2 separate regions of the Mus musculus genome follow, and region 2 is linked to region 1. Evidence: chromatin contacts called from public HiCAR-type data. All regions are on one chromosome and are shown on one strand. Each heading gives the region's core, a stretch centred on a gene start, on an enhancer-like site or on the middle of the called end of the contact. The rest is flanking DNA. Distances are from core to core; before and after follow the strand shown.

Region 1 (4,436 bases), core at 1,219-3,718:
TATCTAATTGCTCTGGCTAGAACTTCAAGTACTATATTGAATAGGTAAGGAGAAAGTGGGCAGTCTTGTCTAGTACCTGATTTTAGTGGGATTGTTTCAAGGATCTCTCCATTTAGTTTGATGTTGGCTACTGGTTTGCTGTATATTGCTTTTATTATGTTTAGGCCTTGAATTCCTGGCCTTCCCAAGACTATTATGATGAATGGCTTTTGGATTTGTCAAATGTTTTCTCAGCATCTAATGAGATGATCATGTGGTTTTTGTCTTTGAGTTTGTTTATATAGTGGATTGCATTGATGGATTTCTGTATCTTAAACAATCCCTGCATCCCTGGAATGAAGCAAACTTAACCATGATGGATGATCAGTTTGATGTGCTCTTGGATTCAGTTTGTGAGGATTTTATTGAGTATTTTTGCATCAATATTCATAAGGGAAATTGGTCTGAAGTTCTCTTTCTTTGTTGAGTCTTTATATGGTTTAGGTATCAGAGTAATTGTGGTTTCATAGAATGAATTGGGTAGAGTACCTTCTGTTTCTATTTTATGGAATAGTTTGAGGAGAAATCGATTTTGGTCTTCTTTGAGGGTCTGATAGAACTCTACACTAAACTCATCTGGTCCTGGGCTTTTTTTGGTTGGGAGATTATTAATGACTACTTCTATTTCTTTAGGGGATATAGGACTGTTTAGATCATTAATTGCATCCTGATTTAATTGTGGTACCAGGTATCTGTCTAGAAAATTGTCAATTTCTACCAGGTTTTCCAGTTTTGTTGAGTATAGCCTTTTGTAATAGGAACTGATGATGTTTTGAATTTCCTCATGTTCTGTTATGATGTCTCCCTTTTCATTTCTGGTTTTGTTAATTAGGATTCTGTCTCTGTGTCCTCTAGTTAGTCTGGCTAAGGGGTTTATCTATCTTGTTGATTTTCTCAAAGAACCACTTCCTACTTTGGTTGATTCTTTGAATAGTTCTTTTTGTTTCCACTTGGATGATTTCACCCCTGAGTTTGATTATTTCCTGCCTTCTACTCATCTTGGGTGAATTTGCTTCCTTTTGTTCTAGAGCTTTTAGGTGTGCTGTCAAGCTCCTAGTGTATGCTCTCTCTAGTATTATTTTTTTTTTTTTGGAGGCACTCAGAGCTATGTGTTTTCCTCTTAGGGATGCTTTCATTGTGTCCCCTAAGTTTGGGTATGTTGTGGCTTCATTTTCATTAAACTCTAAAAAGTCATTAATTTCTTTCTTTATTTCTTCCTTGACCAATGTATCATTGAGTAGAGTGTTGTTCAGTTTCCACATGAATGTAGGCTTTCTATTATTTATGTTGTTATTGAAGATCAGCTTTAGTCCATGGTGATCTGATAGGATGCATGGGACAATTTCAATATTTTTGTATCTGTTGAGGCCTGATTTGTGGTCAATTATATGAATGATTTGGGGGAAGGTGCCATGAGATGCTAAGAAGAAGGTATGTCCTTTTCTTTTAGGATAAAATGTTATGTAGATATCTGTTAAATCCATTTGTTTCATAACTTCTGTTAGTTTCACTCTGTCTCTGTTTAGTTTCTGTTTCCAGGATCTCTCCATTGGTGAGAGTGGGGTGTTGAAGTCTCATACTATTTTTGTGTGAGGTGCAATGTGTGCTTTGAGCTTTACTAAAGTTTCTTTAATGAATGTGGATGCCCTTGCATTTGGAGCATAGATATTCAGAATTGAGAGTCTATCTTTGAAGATTTTACCTTTGATGAGTATGAAGTGCCCCTCCTTGTATTTTTTGATAACTTTGGGTTGGAAGTCAATTTTATTCGATATTAGAAAAGCTACTTCAGCTTTTTTCTGGGGACCATTTGCTTGGAAAATTGTTTTCCAGCCTTTTACTCTGAGGTCGTGTCTGTCTTTCCCTGAGGTGGGTTTCCTGTAAGCAGCAAAAAGTTGGGTCCTCTTTATATAGCCAGTCTATTAGTTTATGTCTTTTTATTGGGGAATTAAGTCCATTGATATTAAAAGATATTAAGGAAAGTAAATGTGGCTTCCTGTTATTTTTGTTGTTAGAGTTGGGATTCTGTTCTTGTGGCTGTCTTCTTTTAGATTTGTTGAAGGATTACTTTCGTGCTTTTTCTAGGGCATAATTTCTGTCCTTGTGTTGGTGTTTTTCTGCTACATCCACTCCAGTAATGTCATGCATGATACGCCAAAAGCCTTGACGCAGTCTTGAGGTGAAGAGTTTCATGGAAACTTAGTCTCCTGGAACTGTGGCATTCCATAGCACTTATGCTCCAATTTTGTCCTTGCGAATGGATCTGTGTGCTTCCTTTCAGTATTGTTTTGTTATAGGTGCCTCCAAGCAATGACTTGCCAAATACCTAAGCAAAATCGAACTTTGCTTCCTAGCCTTCAGCAATGCCCTAGGTAGTCCTTGAGATTTGAATTGAGTCCTAGGCTTGGAATTCAGTAAGAATGTTGCCTATTCAGTGGCATTCAGAATTGCCTTTAGTATTGTAAGAGAGACAGTGAAAGAAATCAGGCATTACTCTCTACTACAGAGTTAAAAATCTCTGGGCAAGCTTAGTGCCATAAGTTTAAAATTCTTATTATAGTTATGTATGGCAGACTACATTGCTTATTAGTAGAAAGTCCCCCCACACTATCACTTAGAATAAAAGCCAAGTTGCTCCCATATACAGGAATTTACAATGGTTTCGGAAGTAAATCAGGCTGTGGTTTTAGAGTATTGCATTATTCATGAGATGGTTGGCTAGAGCGGAACTCCCTAATTAGAACCATGACTTGGGTGTGAAAGCCCTTGCCCTAGGAGTGAAAAGACCTCACAGCTGGCTTCTAAGACTATAGCTGACCTTAGATAGGGCTGACTTTGTCTCAGTTGTTTTATTGCCCAGTTCCTGCCAGTCTTTGTGTTTACATTCCTCTGTTTTGTGTAAGAGTCATTAAGCATCCAGTAACCTCATTTGTACCTTGCTGATGTGTCACCTAATTTCCCTATTTTGTTCTGTATAAAAAGTTTGATGCTCCATTTGACAAATTACATTCAGATACAGCACACTCCCTTGTGTCTGTTTGTCATTCATTCGCTGACTCCTTCGCCCACCTGCAACCAGAGACCCATTCTGTGCAGATAGGAGACCCAAAAAAGAGGTCCGTCTGTGGCATATTCTCTTTATTATTCTTTGAAGGGCTGAATTCATGGAAAGATATTGTGTGAATTTGGTTTTGTCATGGAATACTTTGGTTTCTCCATCTATAGTAATTGAGAGTTTTGCTGGGTATAGTAGCCTGGGCTGGCATGTATGTTCTCTTAAGGTCTGTATAACATCTGTCCCAGATCTTCGGCCTTTCATAGTCTCTGATGAGAAGTCTGGTTTAATTCTAATAGGTCTGCCTTTTATTTGTTACTTGACCTTTTTCCCTTACTGCTTTTAATATTCTATCTTTATTTAGTGCATTTGTTGTTCTGATTATTATGTGTTGGGAGGAATCATTTTTCTGGACCAGTCTATTTGGGGTTCTGTAGGTTTCTTGTATGTTCATGGGGATCTCTTTCTTTAAGTTAGGAAAGTTTTCTTCTATAATTTTGTTCCTCCTCTGTCAGCACTCCTGGGAGTCCAACTCTCTCCTGAGTCCCAGTAGTCAGAGCACTCTCTGCAGGCAAGCTTTCCTCTTCCAGGGAAGGTGGACCCAAGTCTGGAGCTCAGAACCACCTCCTGAGTCCTGGGGTCAGAGCCCTTCCTGGAAGCCAACTCTCCTCTGGCAGGGAAGTTGTCCAGATATCTGGGTCTCAGCTCTGTCTCCTGGCTGAGGATGAAGTCCCTAAGGGACCCTGTCTAAGAAGCTCTGTTGCTTCTGCCGCCCATGTGCTCTCCTGTGTAGGCTGGTCTCAGTTATCCCAAGATTCTGGGTGTACTATGGCCTGCCAAGTTTGTGCCCAAGATGGCATGTGACTGGCACCAACCAGAACAAACCCCAACCTCTGATTGGGTGGGTTTCCCTTGTCCCTGTTCCTGCTTGCACAAGATCCTTCAGGATTTTTTGGAACAGATGTTGCATTCCACTCACTAGTGATCTCAAGATCTTGGATATGGTAGGGAGCCTGCAGCATGGAGAGTCCTCTGAGTATCTTTGGACCCTCCGCCGAGATTGTGCCCAAGATGGCGCAGGGCTGGCACCAAGGAAAAAGAAACCCAGCCACTGGTTGGCAGCTTTCCTTTGTCCCTGCTCCTGATGGCACAACACCCTCTGGGATTTTTTGGAACAGATGTTGTGTTCCACTCACCCAGTGATCCCAAGATCCTGGGCGTGCTAGGGCCCACTGAGTTTGTGCCCAAGATTGTGCGGGGGTGGGGGGGTGGGGGGTGGCAACTGGAACGAACACACAATCAAATTCTTAAACATAGTGTAGGTCATTCTCCTATAACACCT
Region 2 (4,509 bases), core at 1,645-4,144, 100 kb after region 1:
ACAATCCACTTATAGGATGATGCCTATACATAATCAGGACCTATACATATCAGCTTGTGTGTGTGTGTGTGTGTGTGTGTGTGTGTGTGTGCGCGCGCGCGCGCGGGGGGGGCATGTATATGTCATAACATGTATGGTGTTCCAGGGACAACTTTCAGGAGTTAGTACTCTACTTTTACTGTAGGTTCCAGGGGTCACCACTCCAGTTATCGGGCTTGCATTACAAATCCGTTTAGCTGCTGAGCCATTATACAAGCCCAAGTTTGTTTAGTGTCAGTCTCCTTTAACCTTCTAGCCCGAACACCATGAAAACACATAAGACATAGAGCACAGGACCTACGTCTGTGTCCTCAGGACTTGCTTTCCCTCAAAACAGACCGTTGGTACTTGCTTTCCCTCAAAACAGACCGTTGGTACCTTGATTTTTCTGTGTAAGTGACCCAATGAAAACAGGAGGCTCATTCACATCTTCGATCTGGACAAAAATGGTCTGGGACGCTGTTGCCCCATGGTTGTCTTTGGCATATATTGTCAAGGAATAGAGCGCTACCACCTCAAAGTCCAGCTTGGGTACTCCAGTGATAATTATCTAAAATGTTAAAAAAAAAAAAAAGCACAATGATGGAGGACCAAATTGTTGACTTCATATATATATATAACAATCATAACAATCCTTCTGTCACAACATCTCAAGTTCTAGGATTACAACTGTGAGCCACCACACCTGACAATTTGGTTTTGTTTTGAGACATGTACTCCAAGCTTGTTCAAACTCATGATTCTACACCATCAGCTCTTAGTACTAGGATTAAAGGTATGTACTTCCACCGGGTGGTGGTGATGCACGCCTTTAGTCCCAGCACTACGGAGGCAGAGGTGGGCAGATTTCTGAGTTTGAGGACAGCCTGGTCTGCACAGTGAGTTCCAGGATAGCCAGGGCTACAGAGAAACCCTGTCTCGAAAAACCAAAAAAAAAAAAAAAAAAAAAAAAAAAAAAAAAAAAAGGTATGTACTTTCACATCTAGTGAGGATATCATTTTAATAGTGTGGCCACATTTATTGTGTCTTTAATATTTATAACATAGCTGAATACTGAATTATAAACATATTTATCATAGACAAATACTAAGTATCAACTATTTATTGTGGCCTACACAGCAAAATGGATCTTGACATATATTATTTCACAGAATCGTTTTGTCAGCTCAAGTGAGGTAATAAAGTTACCATTCATCTCATTTTTCAGGAAACAGAACAGAAATGCATTAAAGTAAGCCATTCCCTAGGTTTACAGTGCTCATAAGAGGAGGCGCACAGAGGAAAAGCAGCCTTGTCAGCTTAGTGCAGGAGCAGAAGCTAGAGTCTCAGCAGAATTTTTGCTAGCTGGGCTTAGAGTAGAAGCTGAACAGAGAATAAGTACAAGACAGTGTTAAATACCAGATTCACAATGGAAGCAAGTTTGAAGAGCTGGCAATGCCATGGCTTGGTTCTATTAAATACCTCCCTTGTCCTTCTAGAATATGTGCCCACAGTAGCTAGAGTGATCTTGTTAAAGCATTAGCAGATCATGTTTCTTTTCTACCATACTCTGCAGTTCCCATGTTTCTGATGCTTGCCATTTGACTTGGCAGTTCCTATGGCTTGTGCATGAGACTTTCTTCAACTAATAGCTTATGAGTAGATTTAAGTCTCTAAATGTACACATGGGCTCAAGCTTATATTCTGGTTTTCTTTTTGTTCTGATGGAATATGCTTCTACTAGTCACTGCTTTTAGAGGTTTGAGATTTGAGGGACACAAGAGCTAACCATAACCTGAAACTAAACCAGTCTAGGGCAGCTCAACTGTTAAAGATGTTATTGCACTGAATTGGGTCCTCTTTTGGGTCTCAGAGAGCCAATGCAGAAAGACCAGGTGAATGTCAAGCATGCAATAGCTTTGCAGTATGAGTACTTTGAGTCTTAAGGAACCCAGATATCTTATAAAGAGCAATGCGCCTATGTGAACTTCTCCCAGTAGGAGAATTAGCTTTATTAAAACTAGCAAGTAAGTAGCTCTTTCCAACAAATCTCCCAGATTCCACAGGCTCTCTCCTTTATCTCCATTGCAGTCAGATTTCTCACCACACTCCCTGTTCAAATCTGGTCTCCTCTTTTCAGGATCCTTCTTTCTACAGGACTTTTGCACATGACCTGAGATGTTTTCTCCCTCTTTTATTCAATTCCTGCCCAGTCTGCAGAATGCTTTTCAGATAAAGCTACTTCAGAGAATACTAAGTAGATCTTATGCCTTTGTTTGGACTCCCACCTGCCGGGAGCCTCCCAGCCCGAAGAGGGTAGTGGTGGAGTCACAAAGTAGGACTCTGGTGATGGCTTTAAAAGTCTGAGAGTCTCAGGGCTTTCTAGGTCTCTTACTGTACTGAAATGCTGATAATAATCTCTAAAAAAGTCCTAAAAACTTTCTTGCTTTGTCTGAAGGAAAAAAAAAAAAAAGTGACCTAACCTGTATCTTAACAGCAGAGGATTAAGCAATGTGGCCTTTGTTCTATCTCAGCAGGAACGGTGTGGCTTTAACTTTCAACCTGCTAGTTGGAAGTTGCAGGTAGAAAAAGGAACACTTGCGCTCGGCCTGCGTTCCGCTCTGGCCCGCGGCGGCCGCTAGCCAACCCTTCCCGGAGGTCTCAGCCCTGCCTACCGCCCGGCGTCGCGCGCCAGCTCGCTAGGGCATCCGGGCCCCCGCAGGCAGAAAAATATGGTTCAGGAGACTAACCAGACCCCAGTGCCCATGCTGTGTAGTTCAGGATGTGGCTTTTATGGGGTCCTAGGACAAATGGAACGTGTTCTTGTTTCCTACGAAGAACATCTTGAGAGACGAATAGTGGCAGAATGAGCCCAATGGGGACATCTAGTGGTTCCAACAGATTCTGCATCTGTACAGAGAGCAGATGCTAGTTTCAACAATTGTGAAGGTGCTGCTGGCAGCACATCTGAAAAATCAAGAAATGTGCCTGTGGCTGCCTTGCCTGTAACTCAACAAATGACAGAAATGAGCATTTCATGAGAGGACAAATTAACTATCCCGAAAACAGAGGTGTCAGAGTCAGTTGTCACTCAGCTCAGTCCATCAGTTTCTCAGCCCAGTTCTTCTCAAAGTGAAGAAAAAGCTCCTGAGTTGCCCAAACCAAAGAAGAACAGATGTTCTATTTGTAGAAAGAGAGATGGCCTTACAGGGGTTGACTGCCGATGTGGAAATTTGTTTTGTGGACTTCACCATTACTCTGACAAGCACAACTGGCCATATGATTATAAGCAGAAGCTGCAGCAAAAATCAGAAAAGAAAATCTAGTTGTTGTGGCTCAAAAAATCCAGAGAATATAAAATTACTACATGTGAAGAGACTGAAACTTTGTTTTTATTTTAATATATCGTAGGAAAACATTAAAGAGCAGATGCATGGCCATTTTCCTTTGATGTTCTCCAGAGTTTTGCTTTATACTTGTCTGTTATATAATTGATATTTTAGGATGTTTGGGTGTTTGTTACAGGCAGAATTGCCTCCCCTCAGTAAAATTGGACAAAAATATGCACAACAAATTGAAATACACATATACTAGGAACAAAATTTAGTTCCATGTGCCAAACTAAATGAATGAAATCTCTGCATGTTTGCAGCATATCTGCCTTTTGGGAATGTAATCAAGGTATAATCTTTGGCTAGTGTTATGTGCCTGTACTTAAAAAAGAAATAAAATTAAATTTAAAAAAAATTTCAAAATAAATAAATAAATAAAATGGTACACCAGAAAAGGACTGGCAGTCTACTACCATAGTCAAACTTCACCTTGATTTCAACATGACTTTTGGAAGGAGGAAGAAAGCTACAAAACTGGTATTTGGTACCATGTGTAAGCCTGGTTAAATTGGTCTTCTAAAAGCTGTCAATTAGGACATTCTGCGAAAGGTAACATCACAACTGGTTCTAAGTAAAACCATCAAGTCAACAACAGGGTGCCTGAGATAATCTTTGAAGGTTATTGTGCTGGCCTGCACCAGAAGATATCTGCATTCTCATTACTAAAATTGTAGCACAGAACTGCACTGGGATTTGTTTACAAGAAGAAATTAAACTCTGTTTGGTTTTCACATATAGCAGCTCTGTCAGTATACTCCACTGATGCTTGTCTGGTAATATCACTTCTGTGTTATAATGGAAGGTTTTTTTGTGATGTATGAAACTTGTGTTTTTTATATATAAATGAGTATAGTTAGATTAGTGTTGTGGTAATGCCTGTTTTCATCTGTAAATAGTTAAGTATGTACACAAGGCACTACTTCTGATTTATTGCAGTGTTCAGTCCTAGTTTATTTTTATTAAAACATTGAGTTTTGCTTCAATTTTATGTACCTTAGTTCTAAGTTAGATTTGCAGATGTGTACAGATAGTTCATATTTACGTATTGCACATAATCATGCTATTCAGCATTGATGCTATATTGTATTATGTAAATAAT

The links. HiCAR-type assays count read pairs that join an accessible place to other places.
Region 2: a HiCAR-type map of embryonic stem cells shows a contact between it and region 1, with 6 times the contacts expected there. The contact joins two enhancer-like sites. A contact is called at or near these places in 6 of 484 Hi-C or Micro-C datasets (the HL-1 cell line, cortical neurons, differentiating embryonic stem cells and 2 more), 5 of 115 datasets of contacts at active chromatin or transcription factors (all in embryonic stem cells) and 1 of 9 other capture datasets (embryonic stem cells).

The regions. Positions count from the first base shown.
Region 1 is chr14:13,795,318-13,799,753 of GRCm38.p6, forward strand. No RefSeq gene overlaps it. Among named protein-coding and RNA genes, the nearest start is that of Gm281, 120 kb to the right of the region's middle. Within about 2 kb of position 2,469, at least 4 of the 459 cell types and tissues checked have an H3K27ac peak or open chromatin away from gene starts, as enhancers often do. A contact at or near this core is called in embryonic stem cells, where this site is marked.
Region 2 is chr14:13,899,092-13,903,600 of GRCm38.p6, forward strand. Gm281 (cadherin-related family member 3) reads right to left here. Exons shown (of 15, transcript XM_011244864.1): 3 at 418-589. It also overlaps the pseudogene Gm18576. Among named protein-coding and RNA genes, the nearest start is that of Gm281, 13 kb to the right of the region's middle. Within about 2 kb of position 2,895, at least 104 of the 459 cell types and tissues checked have an H3K27ac peak or open chromatin away from gene starts, as enhancers often do. A contact at or near this core is called in embryonic stem cells, where this site is marked.